Linked DNA regions of Hordeum vulgare: all the other regions are linked to region 3. A link is a contact called in public Hi-C data. All regions are on one chromosome and are shown on one strand. Each heading gives the region's core, a stretch centred on a gene start, on an enhancer-like site or on the middle of the called end of the contact. The rest is flanking DNA. Distances are from core to core; before and after follow the strand shown. Region 1 holds the start of LOC123447376 (regulator of MON1-CCZ1 complex). Region 2 holds the start of LOC123447417 (probable anion transporter 7). Region 3 holds the start of LOC123447406 (serine/threonine-protein kinase tricornered-like).

What was found. Hi-C and Micro-C count contacts between places; a contact is called where the count stands out from the background.
Region 1: a Hi-C map of leaf shows a contact between it and region 3, with 2.0 times the contacts expected there. The contact joins the promoter of LOC123447376 here to the promoter of LOC123447406 in region 3. A contact is called at or near these places in 3 of 6 Hi-C or Micro-C datasets (leaf and seedling).
Region 2: a Hi-C map of leaf shows a contact between it and region 3, with 10 times the contacts expected there. The contact joins the promoter of LOC123447417 here to the promoter of LOC123447406 in region 3. A contact is called at or near these places in 4 of 6 Hi-C or Micro-C datasets (leaf and seedling) and 1 of 1 datasets of contacts at active chromatin or transcription factors (embryo).

What each region holds. Positions count from the first base shown.
Region 1 is chr1H:480,324,372-480,328,992 of MorexV3_pseudomolecules_assembly, forward strand. It overlaps LOC123447376 (regulator of MON1-CCZ1 complex), which reads right to left and starts at 1,453. Exons shown (of 14, transcript XM_045123983.1): 1 at 1,125-1,453; 2 at 1-72.
Region 2 is chr1H:480,707,917-480,712,031 of MorexV3_pseudomolecules_assembly, forward strand. LOC123447417 (probable anion transporter 7) reads left to right here and starts at 1,595. Exons shown (of 2, transcript XM_045124023.1): 1 at 1,595-1,802; 2 at 2,626-4,115. The coding sequence starts at 2,907.
Region 3 is chr1H:480,495,349-480,500,013 of MorexV3_pseudomolecules_assembly, forward strand. LOC123447406 (serine/threonine-protein kinase tricornered-like) reads right to left here and starts at 2,082. Exons shown (of 14, transcript XM_045124004.1): 1 at 1,840-2,082; 2 at 785-1,171; 3 at 1-35. The coding sequence starts at 996.

The DNA.
Region 1 (4,621 bases), core at 203-2,702, 170 kb before region 3:
AAACTCCTTAGAACACATATTATGTTCAATCTCAGGGACCTTTGCTGCTATGCATCTCCCATAATCTTTTGCCTGCATAGCATAGCTGATAAATAGAACACTCGCGACATAAAAAAAAAAGATCATAAGGTCATTGAGTATTCACTCATCTTCACCAAGCCAGTTAGCACTAGCAATTTGAATTGCATATGGTATCACTAGTACAGCAAGTTACACAACCCCTCAGCGTCAAATTATTTCTTTGGGGCGAATTGAGTGTAGCTCAGATGGTTATGTTCTTTGTGGTGGAACCAGCCCACCTAGGTTCAAGTCCTAGACTTGGCACGGGTGCTCGCATTTTCCTGAATTTATTCCAGGCTTTTCGGCGATGTTCATTCAATGGGAGACATGTTCTCATCGACTAAGATGTGCATGTGGTGACTTCATCTATCTCAAGACTGGCCGGCTCGGTCTCCCGGAGATGCTTATAAGGGTAGGGTGCGTTTGTGTGCGTTCATAGGAATGAGTGTATGTACGTCTTTGTGAGTGTCTAAGTACGTATTCTGTTTCTCAAAAAATAAAATGGGAATGTGTATGGATACTTTCAATTCACACTCACACTCCGACTTAGCTACCATTCATATGATGCCATCTGACTCAGTGTAACAACATGAAAAATCGGCAGCAAAAATTAGGGATAATAAATTGAAGTGCGCTTCTTAAATATAATCACCCAAGGGCAGAGTAGGGTGCCAACTAAGCAGCAGACATCCTCCTTGTGGCCCAAAATCAAAATCAGGACTAAGCTGACGCGCACACGGATCAGTACTACGTGGTACCTACCAGGTATAACAACAAGCAAAGAGACACCAATTGCAACAGTTTATCCATCACCCATCATGATCTTCCCAGCAGCAACAAACCAATCTGCGAGGGGAAACCTCACAAATCCACCAAATCTACCATGACCACTTGCTGCTGACCAAAAAAAACGACCACCACAAGCGCAATCTGATCCCCTATCCTGCACCGGCGTACAGCAACCTAGAGACCGCAGCAGGTAGGGTAATAACGAGCGAACCATCACACTTGTCGGCAGGTGAAAAGGGGGGTGTTAACGAGTGGACGGGCGAGCGAGCGGGCACCTGGGACGCGCAGGTGGCGAGGATCCGGGTCAACGCAGAGGGGGCCGCCGGCTTCCGTTCCTTCATCCAAACCCCGGCCAGATCACGCGACCATACCAGTGGGGAGAGGGGTAAACAGCAGCGGCAGCAGGGAAATTCGAGGGGGGCTTCGAGCTGGGGGGGCGGTCGAGCGAAGAGGGGTTGGGATTTGAGTCTCCTGGTTGGGGGTGGTGGTGGCGCGAGCTCGTACCGTCGTCTTCTTCACCGGCCGGTCCACGATGAGGCAGGGATGGAGAAGAAGGTCCGTCCGGGAGATGGATTCGCTAGCAGTCGAGATCGAAAAAATTCACGGCTCGGCTCGGCTCGGCGCGGTGTCTGGGCCTGGGCCTGGGCATGACGCTGGGCCGAATGATCCGCTGTACCAGGAATAGCCCGGCCTGAACCCGAAGCCCAATGGCCCTGAAAGCCTGAATTGCCTCCAAAAGGGTTTTATAAGAAAATATAGGTATGGTATGCTATATTGATGCATTCACCTAAAATACTTCAAATAATAGTATATTTTTAATATGAAAAGTGCAACCTTAGTTGTTTCGGGTCGGGTCGGGTCGAACTCAGGTTTTCGGGTTCGGGTCACACGACTTTGTACATCCAAAATAATGGAGATAAATATAATTACTCCCCCACACTATTATTTCCTCCGTTCTTAAATATAAGTCTTTATAGATATTTCATTAGAGGACTACATAAGGAGTAGAATGAGTGAATATACACTCTAAAATATGTCTATGTACATTCATATGTAATCTTTTAATGAAACCTTTAAAAAGACTTATATTTAGGAACGGAGGGAATAGGTTTCTGATAGATCCTCCTCCCTAATCTTCAGTTTTGTATCGGTACGAGACGTGCTACGAGCCATTAGATTTATTGCCATCGAAAGGCGCCCTCCATCATTTCAAGAGAGGTAATGTTTGCGACTTTTTTTTGCAAAATAGGTCATGTTGAAAAGAAAAACTTTTGCAACAGATGTTTTTCTTCAACATAGCATGTGGCGTGTGGGAGATGGTGTCGGTAGCTGCAGGACGTTCAGATGGCGGTGGCCACGCCCGAGGCAGACGGTGGTGGAAGATGGCTGGGCTGAGGACGGTAAAGACGAGAAGCACATGGGACATCGAATCACTCAGGGGCAACGATACCATGGTTGCGCCTGCTCCCTTGTGCGTGCAAGCATAGGAATGCGGGCTATGAAGAAAGTTGGAGGTAGTGGCTTGGTCGACGAAGGTGACCTCACCGACGGAGCGCGAGTTGCCGAGAGCGGTCGTCGTGATGCATGGCGACATGTTGTGCCTCTCCTCTCGCGGCGCTACTCACACGTCTCCAGTGTATCTTTTTTTTATTCCATGTTGTTATATTATTAATCTTGGATGCTTTATATGCAATAATGTGCTATTCTATATCACTTTTGGGGACTAACCTATTAACCCAGTGCCTACTGTTAGTTCCTGTTTTCCGTGTTTTTGACATATGAGAAAGTCAATACCAAACGGAGTCCAAACACGATGAAACTTTTTGGTAATTTTTCTGGACGATTTTGGACCCAGGAAGCTTCGGGAGGAGGCCACACGACGAACAAGGAGGCGACAATCCTGGAAGGTGCGCCCTAGGGGGTAGGGCGCACCCACCAGGCATGTGTCCCCCTCGCAATCCCCCCTTGCCTAATTTCACTTCTTTAAATCCCAAAATATTCCGAAGACACCATAAGAGCAACCACAAACACTTTTTCCACCGCCGCAAGTCTCTGTTCCGACGTGATCCCATCTGGAGACATTTTCCGGTGCCCTGACGGAGGGAGAATCAATCACGGTGGTCGTCTGCATCAATCTTGTTGCCTCCATGATTATGTGTGAGTAGTCCACCACAGACCTACGGGTCCATAGCTAGCACCTAGATGGCTTCTTCCCTCTCTATGATCTTCAACACCATGTTTGTCGCGATTCCCGCGGCGATCTATCCGATGTTATATTCTTTTGCGGTGTGTTTGTTGGGATCCGATGAATTGTGGATTTATGATCATATTATTGATTGAAAGTAATCGAGTATTTTATGAATTCTATTATGCATGAATTTTCTAGCTTTGTAATTCTCTCCGATATATCTGTCTAGTTTGGTCAACTAGATTGATTTATCTTAACTAGGAGTGGTGCGTTGTAATGGGTCCAATCTTGCGGTGCTCTATATCCCAGTGACAGAAGGGGACAAGACACATGTTTCTATTGTTGCCATTAAAGATAAAACGATGGAGTCTATTCATATTGTTTGAGTTTACTTTGTCTACATCATGCCATCTTGCTCCAAGCATTACTATGTTTGTCATGAACTTAATACCTAGAGAGGCAAGCATAGAAGCACTCTTGAAGTGGAGTAATAGTGGTAGATGTTGGATTGTATCGGTCTACCTGTTTATGAACGGGTGCCTATATACGTGATCATTGTCGTGAATAACATGTGATAACTATGCGCTATCCCGTCAATTGCCCAACAATAGTTTGTTCACCCACCGTGCGTTATGTTCAAGACAGAGGCCTCTAGCGAAACCTATGACTCCCGGGTGTACTTAAAAATATTTACTAGGACTCTAAAAATACCTTGCTGCAACTTAATTACTTGTTTAAACTTTTTATATTTACATCATCTATAACTATCAGAACTAATCCTTTCAAGTAATGAGTTCAAGGGGCTTGGCAACCCTTTTGCCCGCATTGGGTGCAAGTGTTTGATTTTATGTGCGTAGGTGCTGATGACGAGAGTTTGTATTGCTTCTCTTACTGGTCCGATAACCTTGGTTTTCACTGAGGGGAGTAATTATCTCTACTATATTGCTTCACCCTTCCTCTTCGGGGGAATACCCGAATTGCCCTGATGAAACTTTTCTTGTTGTTCTTTACATTCATATTTGCAAATAAGAAGTACCAAGAATTGCTTTGAGGATGCTTGAACTGCATGTTTGATGTGTGATGTTAAAAAACAAAAACTTTTGTTGTAGTGTTTGAATTTTTTTATTTCACTGGAACATGGAAAGTTTCAAAAAAAATACGTACTACTGTCATACAATTTTTTTATCACGTACTAATTTTTCATGATTTTTGGATATATAGAAGTACATGTTTTAAATTGATTTCTACACACTGTTTTGTTTGGACAGATTGATGTCATAGTTTTGTTATCTACTTATCATAGAGTTTTCATGGCCTTGGTAAATATAAATTGAGGAAATGATAGTATACAGTACATAATATTTGAAAATTGTTATGCAAATTGTCTTGTTAGTACATAAAGTGTTGATATATTATCATGTGTACTAACCTATCTGACAAGTTGATGGAGATACTACCCCTGGGTATACCAAAGCGGAGATAATCCGTCTCCAAGACATTTGAGGCCGCATGCCCCCTCCCTCTGGGCCGTTTGGCGGCAGCTGGCTGCCTAGCCGATGTGCACGAGGCCGACTGGCGGGATTT
Region 2 (4,115 bases), core at 345-2,844, 210 kb after region 3:
GGTACAAGTGTGGAAAAAGAGGTAGTATCTCTATCCAATCCTACAAGTACAACCCCTTTTACTTTGTGTTCTAGTTTTGTATATTTTTTGTCCTACTTTGTATCTAGTTAACCCACCCCCTCTATTATCGATTTGGTAGCAAGCGATATAATAGGCTATTTCCAAACTACGTTTTGAGTGCGAGCGTAGCTACGCAGACAATGTAGTTGCGGGGCTGATAGTGTCTTCCTAGTTGCTCCCCCTGTGTTTGATATACTCTACTTATCAAGCGAAAGTGCTACAATGGCCTTGTGCCCTTGGAGGACATCAGTCAGCGAATCCAGAATCTCCTACGCCTCCACTTCCATCTCCTGTCGATCGGGTAACCACGCACAAATCTCGTGCAAGTGCATCCTCTTGCGTGTATCTCTCCCCGCAAGCCGCCGCAGCCACATCTCCTCCAGCACCACCATCTCTCTGATTTGCCTCTTACTCTCTCCGGGTCTGTGATGAGGAAGAGACGAGGAGGCGGTGTGAAATGAGAGGCTTCCCGATTGAAGATGGGGATTGAATGTCTCCACTAATTCAAAAAATGCCATTTTGTGTCGCCCGAGGGAATCTCCACCATGCACCCATCGAAATTCTCGATGCTTGCAAAGTGGCACGCGAATTGAGCAGTGGTACACGGTACAAACTCATCTGTACTCGAGGAGTCCCGCCGCCGGGAGATCCAGGATGTACCACGCCGGCCATCGTTCAATTCCCCCCTTCCCCATCCGTGTCGTCATAGGTACCTCCTTGACGCCTTTAGAACAAGCTCGATGTCTACGGCCTCGCCGACGGCGTCGCCCTTATCGGCATGCCGGCTCCACACAAGCTTGAATATCGCGTGGATCAGATCAGGATGGAAGGTCTCGTCACGGTGCTTGTGCTTTGCGCGTCTCTTCATCGTCCATGGTGACTCCGATAATGTACTCATTTAGTTAAGTTGTTGCCCGAAACAACGCATAGACATTTAACTAGCGATTAAAGATATAATAAAAGATGTGATTAAAGATGCCCTAAACAAATCGCCCGAGCAAACATGCCCGCTTAAACCAAAACGCACATGCTTCTCGCACGCGAGCATGAAAAAAAACAGGGCGTCGATCAGACCTGGCCAAACGGGCCGGCACGGCCCATCCAGGCACGTTTATTAGTCGGGTCGTGTCGTGCCGGCTCATGGGCTACGCCTTCAGGCCCAGGCATGGCCCGATTATTAAACGGGCCGACGTGTTTGCCTGATTAGAACGCTGGAATGCATATTTTTAACCTTATGAACTTATTTTTGAGCTTATTGAACTATATTTTTGTATATATATATATTAAAAAAAAAAAACGGTCCGTGTCGTGCCGGCTCGCGTGTCCAGCCTCCAGACCTAGACACAGCCCGAGGCGTGCTTCATTGCGGGCCCGAACACGATTAACCCATGCCGGGCCGGGCTCGTGTCGTGCCCGACACGCGGGCTGTCGGGGCGGCCCATTTACCTGGCCCGGCGTCGATGAGCAGTTCGACCTCTCGCTCTCGATCTACTACCCTCCTTTTTCCCTGTTTCCATCCACTCCTCCACGCGGTCAAGTTAAACGAGACTCCAAACTAAACGCACACCCCACCACACCGCCCAACCCGAGCCCAGCAGCAGCAGCAGCAGCAGCAGCAGCAGGGCATCGCACTCACCGACGCAGCCCGCCTCCACCTCCGCCGCCTGCCCGCGACGGCAAGCGCGGGGCCGGGCTCCCCACGGCGGGCGGGCGCCGCCGCCACACAACTCCGGGATCTCGAGGTAGTTGCCCGCTTCCCGCCCCCCGACGCCTTTTCTCCTCTCGCTTTTCCTTTTCTTTTTTTTGAAAGGCTCTTTCTCCTCTCGCTTGTTTGCCGCCAAAGCCCAAACCTCGGCGCTCCGTCCCTGGATACGCCGGCGGGCGGCGGGGGAGTCTGGCCAGTGGCTTGGGGAATTCTGGTTAGGATTTGGGGTTCCAGCTGTCAGATCTCCGGGTGACCTGGTCTTGGTGCTGAATGCTGCGAGTTTTCGGTCAAGATCCCGCGAGTTAGGTGAGCAGTTCGGATCTTTGAGATGCGAAAAATCTGTGTCAAGGGTGGGATTTTTTTGGGGACTGAGATTTGCTCCTGTTTACTCAATCTGTACAATTGCGCAATGCGTGGGCATTATGTGCTTCATTGGGAAACCCGTGATCAGTTGTTAGTTCATTCATGCTTACGGTTATGCGTCCAAGCTTGGTTTCGTCGTGTCCGAGGAAAACACTTAGCACTATGGTAGGTAGAGTGATATGTGTTAGATCAATCTCAGTCCGTATGCAGTACATGTCTCGATGTGCTTGTTCAATCATCTAGACGAGCATGTTTTCCTTCGTAAATGGTTCTGAAATCCATGAGTATCTTGCAATGCTTTCTTTGTTTCTCTGTTAATGTAAAGGTTGTGACAGTCTAAACCATGTGTCCTGCAAATCACAGTTTTCATTTCAAGCATGGTTGATGATAGTGTAGGATTCCAAATCTTTTCTCACATTTTGATAACGGTAAACGTAATGTTCATGTCTCGATTCATCTAACTGGGCGATGTTGGTTTTTCCATCTCCATTGAGCAGGTAGCTTGAGTTAATGTGCAGTATATAGTGATTTGCATGTCTTAAATTGCTTGTGAGATCAGTAAACTGCTATGGGTATATGAAACACAGCTGAAGAAGCCCCATATTGTTTTGTATCGGTGAATGATCAGTATTTTGTCTGTTACAGATCTTAGTATCCCTAGAGATGGAAGGAACAAATACAGGTTTATGGTAAACCCTGGTAAATTTTCGTGGGAGGTCAACAAGTGGCAGCCTGATTAAGACTGCTACACCACTTTGTGGTTCATCTCTAATCAGTGATGAAGAGAATGAAGATCCCAAAGCGTTATGTCATAGTATTGCTGACATTCATCTGCACAAATGTTTGTTACATTGAGCGTGTGGGTTTCTCAATTGCGTACACCGTGGCAGCTGATGCAATCAACGTGAATCAAGCAAACAAGGGCCTGATACTCTCCATGTTCTATTATGGTTATGTTTTGTCGCAAATTCCTGGTGGATGGGCAGCTCAGAGATTGGGAGGGAGACGTGTTCTGCTGCTGTCATTCCTGTTGTGGTCTTTGATATGCGGTCTAATTCCACTAGACCCTAACAGAGTAGTCATTCTGGTCCTTTCTCGCCTTTTTGTTGGTGTAGCACAAGGTTTCATATTCCCTGCCATTCACACAGTTCTGGCACAATGGGTGCCACCACAGGAGCGCTCTCGCTCAGTGTCGTTAACAACCTCAGGGATGTACCTCGGGGCAGCTGGTGGCATGCTGTTTTTCCCAAGTCTAGTGAAGCACATGGGACCCCAATATGTATTCTTTGTCGAAGCAGTACTTGGAGTAGCATGGTCTGTAATATGGTTGAAGTTTTCCAGTGAGCCACCTCGCACAGACCTTCCAAAAGTGGCAATGCCAAAAGTAGCATCTCGAGAGAAGATCAAGGCACTAGCAGGAGGGGTTGTTGCACCTCGCACTGTAAAGATACCATGGCGAAAGATTATCTTCAGTCTACCTGTTTGGGCAATTGTTGTGAACAACTTCACCTTCCACTATGCCTTGTATGTTATCATGAATTGGCTGCCTACCTATTTTGAACTAGCCCTTAAGCTTAGCCTCCAGGATATGGGATCGTCAAAGATGCTTCCCTATTTCAACATGTTTATATTCTCCAACATTGGTGGAGTGGTTGCTGATCACTTGATTACAAAAAGGATCTTATCAGTTACCAAGACAAGAAAGCTCCTTAACACCATTGGGTTTGTTGTCGCGGCTGTTGCACTTATGGCCCTTCCTTCATTCGGGACGCCCTCAGGGACTGTGATATGTTCATCGGTATCTCTTGGATTTCTGGCTCTAGGAAGAGCAGGGTTTGCCGTGAATCACATGGATGTTGCTCCAAAATTTGCCGGCATAGTGATGGGGGTTTCAAATACTGCTGGGACATTGGCTGGGATAGTTGGTGTTGGCCTCACTGGAAACATTCTGGAGGCCGCAAAGGCTTCTAACATGGATTTAACAAGT
Region 3 (4,665 bases), core at 832-3,331:
CAGCATCCTGTAATTTCCTCTCCAACATCCAGCGCCTAAAAGTAGACAAAGATATTAGATCAGAATGATGACTAAATTGTAGCCAGCAAATTGGCCTCAAACAGAAGGGGCGCATCAAAGCACGACGTAGATTGAAATAAGTTACTATAATTGATGCAAAATATATGTCTTAGGGAGTAATGTTGATACAAGTTTTAACTGAGAACGAAATAAACAATCAGACGCAGGTTGTCAAAATTGCGCATTCAGAAGGCAGAAATTAACGGTGATGGTGTCAGCCAAAAGCTCTGAAACAGACGGCTACACAGCTTTCAAAATGGTTATATTAATCACCTTGAGCGAATCATTTTGAGATTAATATATCATATCAAACCTGAAAACCAATTAAGTAATATCCGGTAGTGAATTAAATGTTTTACGAAGCCACTTGTGCAACTGGGGGACTCAACAAACCGTTCAAGCTATGTACCTAATTTGGAGCTAGAGCTTTAATCCGTTGGAATTCCTATTTATGGCGGTGACAAGGTCCCGACAACTTGTGTGGCCCAAGGACTTCATCTTAACAACCTGAATCGGTGTTTACCATTCCAATCCCAACATGGCATGTGATGTGTGTACCTAAATTCTATAATATCAGATCAGTATTAAGCATCATGCTCGGTAATAGCAACAAAGAGGGTGTTTGTCGTTTTCCTACTCTACCGCATGGTAGGATGAGTGAAGTAGCAAAATCCGCAGCTAAAGCAGGGGAAAACGCGCGAATAAATTAAGTTACCAGCCTTACCTCTCTTTCCTATCTTGCAAGGACTTCATCTGGGTCTTGTAGTGGTTCTCAATGTACTGTTTTGCCGCGGCAACCTTCTGCTTGGTCGCGCTAGAAGGCGCGTCGTCGACCGGGGGCTTCCCGGGATCCTTCCCATGGCTGGCAGGCACCGCCGGGCTCTTTGACTTGTCCCGCGGCTGGAACTTCTGGAACCAACTTCTCGCGGAATCCATCGTGTGCTCACAATGGCATCATCTCCAAGACCAGAGAGCGTATTATATTGACCGATCCAGCAGCCGCCCACAAGGCCAAAGGAGCTCTGAAACGGTCAATCCCCTCCAAATGGATCAGATATCCAAATTGGCACCTTCTTTCTCCGTGGAACCCGATGCTGGGAATGATATCTATCTGGAAAAATCATAGAAAATTATCAACAGTCAGAATCGTTCGCAGCAGTTGCCATCCATCGCACGACTTACACGGGATAGGGAGGGAACGGTCAATAGAATCCTTCCAGGTTTCTCCTATTTTCGGACACGGCACATAAACCCAGTCAGAAATCCCGAAACTAAACCACAACCAGCATGAATCCTCCATCGACAGTAGCGGCTGACGCGCCGGTTACGAACTAGTAAACCGAACGTAAGATCCCAATTCCCGGCCGACCCCCCCCCCCCCCCCCCCCCCACACACACACACACAAAAAAAAAACTCGAACAGCCGCATTCCGGCGCAGAGATTCGCGGAATTGGACCCGGAAATCGCATTGCCGGAGCTCGCGCGCGCGAGGCCCCCCGAAAATCGCGGACGACGAGCGGCGCCAAAAACCCCCGTCAAACCACCCGGAAACGCCCAAGCCGCCTCTCTCGAGCCCGCGACCCCGCGGGGCGCCGAATTCCCCGCCGGGAGCGGGCCAAAACCCGCGCTCCCGACCACGGCGGCGACCGCTACTCAATCCAGGGCGAGAGAGGGAGGGAGGGGAGGGCGGGGGGGGTGGGGGGGGGGGGGGCACGGGAAGGCCCGTCCGGAGCCGCCGGCGAAACCGGGCGGCGCGGATCGGCTGGCGGGGCGCTCACCTCGGGGCCGGGGCCGGGGCGGCGGACGCGGGAGCGGATCTCGGCGGTGACCTGAGCGAAAGGTGGGAGGGGGGGGACTCACGCCCTTTTTTTTCCCTTCCCTTCACCTCGCCTCGCTCCGGGTTGGTTGTCCTTTTCGTGGGCAAAGGCCGCAAAGCGTGTGCGCGGGGGAGGAGGAGAGAGAAAAGGGCCGCCCGCCGAACAGCCGATGGGGGAGCGGAGAGACGAGCGCGTGCGTGCGTGCGTGCGTGCGTGCGAGAGAAGTGTGGCTCGCTCGCTCGCTTGGCTTTGACTCCCCCCCCAGAAACGAAACTTCCGCGTGGCTTCTCTACTCTGCTTCAACTGATTATTATTTTTTTGAGGGGGGCATTTTATTTTTTTCAATTGATTGATGGATGGAGGTCCGTTTGTTCGGGTACGGCACACGCTGCCTGCCTGCGTGCCGCCTTGGGGCGGCTCGGCAGGTATCCCGTTGGCAAACCGTGTGCCCACGTTTTCTAATTTTAAATTAAAATTAAAAGGGGTTGCTTGTATTTGTATACTCCTATATAGTTGAATGTGTTGGGTTTTTTTTAATTTCTTGAGCTGTCAGTGTATCCGGGTTTTTTTTTTGATAAGTCAATGTATCGATTTAGATATAGGAGTGGTTGTTTTTTATAAGTTGCTCACACATTAATCCTTTCTCCTTTTTATTACATGAATCAAAATTATTACACTGGGTGGGAGTTTTTTTTTCGGGTAGATTCGGTGGTTCTTACCGTGGACTTAGGAAATAATGGGAAAACCCGTTATGAAGTCGTCATGAACAGATGCTACTTCTGTAAACACGTGTGCAGCTCGCTCATAATGTAAAACTTTTGAAAGAAATCATCGCATACCATACATGTGCATCCAAGTTGTAGATTGTCTTGTTAGGCTGCGCCAGGAGTGTCAATCACCCTCCTTGACTTCTGACTTTGTCGACACGCCGTGTAGGCCGAACGCATTTGGATCCGCCTTAAGCAAAAATAAATTATTGACCGCCACATTTTTCAATTGTGGCGTCCTTGCCATCTTACATCATGATATGATTTGTCGGTACCTAGTCGTAACGGATCGTCGATGTTTTCTCATACCGGGCGGTGACAATTTGTGACATCGTCGATTCTTGTCGTGACATGATCATAATGGATCGTTCATGTCTTCTCCTCCAGGTTGGTAACGGTTGCCGACATCGTCCATTCTTGTCGTCACATGAACATAATGGATCGTTGATGTCTTCTCCTCCAGGTTGGTAACGGTTGCCGACATCGTCGATTCTTGTCGTGACATGATCATAATGGATCGTTCATGTATTCTCCTCCAGGTTGGTAACGGTTGCCGACATTGTCCATTCTTGTCGTGACATGATCATAATGGATCATTGACGTCTTCTCCTCCAGGTTGGTAACGGTTGCCGACATTGTCTATTCTTGTCGTGACATGATCATAATGGATCGTTGATGTCTTCTCCTCCAGGTTGGTAATGGTTGCCGACATCGTCTATTTGTCACCATATGCCCATGGTCGACAACACAAGTATGATGGCTTGACTCGTTGTCCCCAACGTCGCCCTAATAGGTCTCAATCAACGGTTCACCGCATCTCCACCCATGTGGCGGTAAATTGTCCATGATGAATCCCTAGCATCTCCACCTGTGGTTACGCGCTGGGCTCCGCCACAATGTTCCCTTACTTTGTTGTGTTTGTTGTGCTTATTCTTTCCTAATATGAACACAAGAACCGAATATGAAATGTTATTGATTTGTCAAATCCTAGTTGGAGGCATGATGGTGTCACGGGAGTGTTAGAAATATGCCCTAGAGGCAATAATAAATTAATTAATTATTATAATTCCTTGTTCATGATAATCGTTTATTATCCATGTTAGAATTGTATTGATTGGAAACTCAAATACATGTGTGGATACACATACAACACACTGTTCCCAATGAGCCTCTAAGGACTAGCTCGTTGATCAAAGATGGTCAAGGTTTCCTGACCATAGACATGAGTTGTTATTTGATAACGGGATCACATCATTAGGAGAATGATGTGATGGACAAGACCCAAACTATGAACATAGCGTATGATTGTGTCAGTTTATTGCTATTGTTTTCTGCATATCAGGTATCTGTTCTTATGACCATGAGATCATGAAACTCCCGGACACTGAAGGAATGTCTTGTGTGTATCAAACGTCGCAACATAACTGAGTGATTATAAAGGTGCTCTACAACTATCTTCGAAGGTCTCTGTTGGGATGGCGTGAATCGAGACTGGCATTTGTCACTCTGTATGATGAAGAGGTACCTATAGGGCCCACTCGGTAATACAAAATCACAATGAGCTTGCAAGCAATGTGATGAAGGAGTTAGTCACGGGATCTTGTATTACAGAACGAGTAAAGAGACTTGCCGGTAACGAGATTGAGCTAGGTATAGAGATACCGACGATCGAATCTCGGGCAAGTAACATATAGATTGACAAAGGGAACATTATAAGGGATTGATTGAATACTTGACATCGTGGTTCGATCGATAATGATCTTCGTAGAATATGTAGGAGAAAATATGGTGATCAAGGTCCCGCTATTGGTTATTGACCAGAGAGTGTCTCGGTCATGTCTGCATAGTTTTCGAACCCGTAGGGTCTGCACACTTAAGGTTCGGTGACGATATAGAGATAGTTGAGTTATAGTTCAGAAACTTGATCTCTAGCCTTCCCAAACTGCTTTCCACCAAATCAACCTCTCCTACCCATGCATATTTTGTGAGAGAGAGATTTGTGTTGAGAAGACTATCTTTA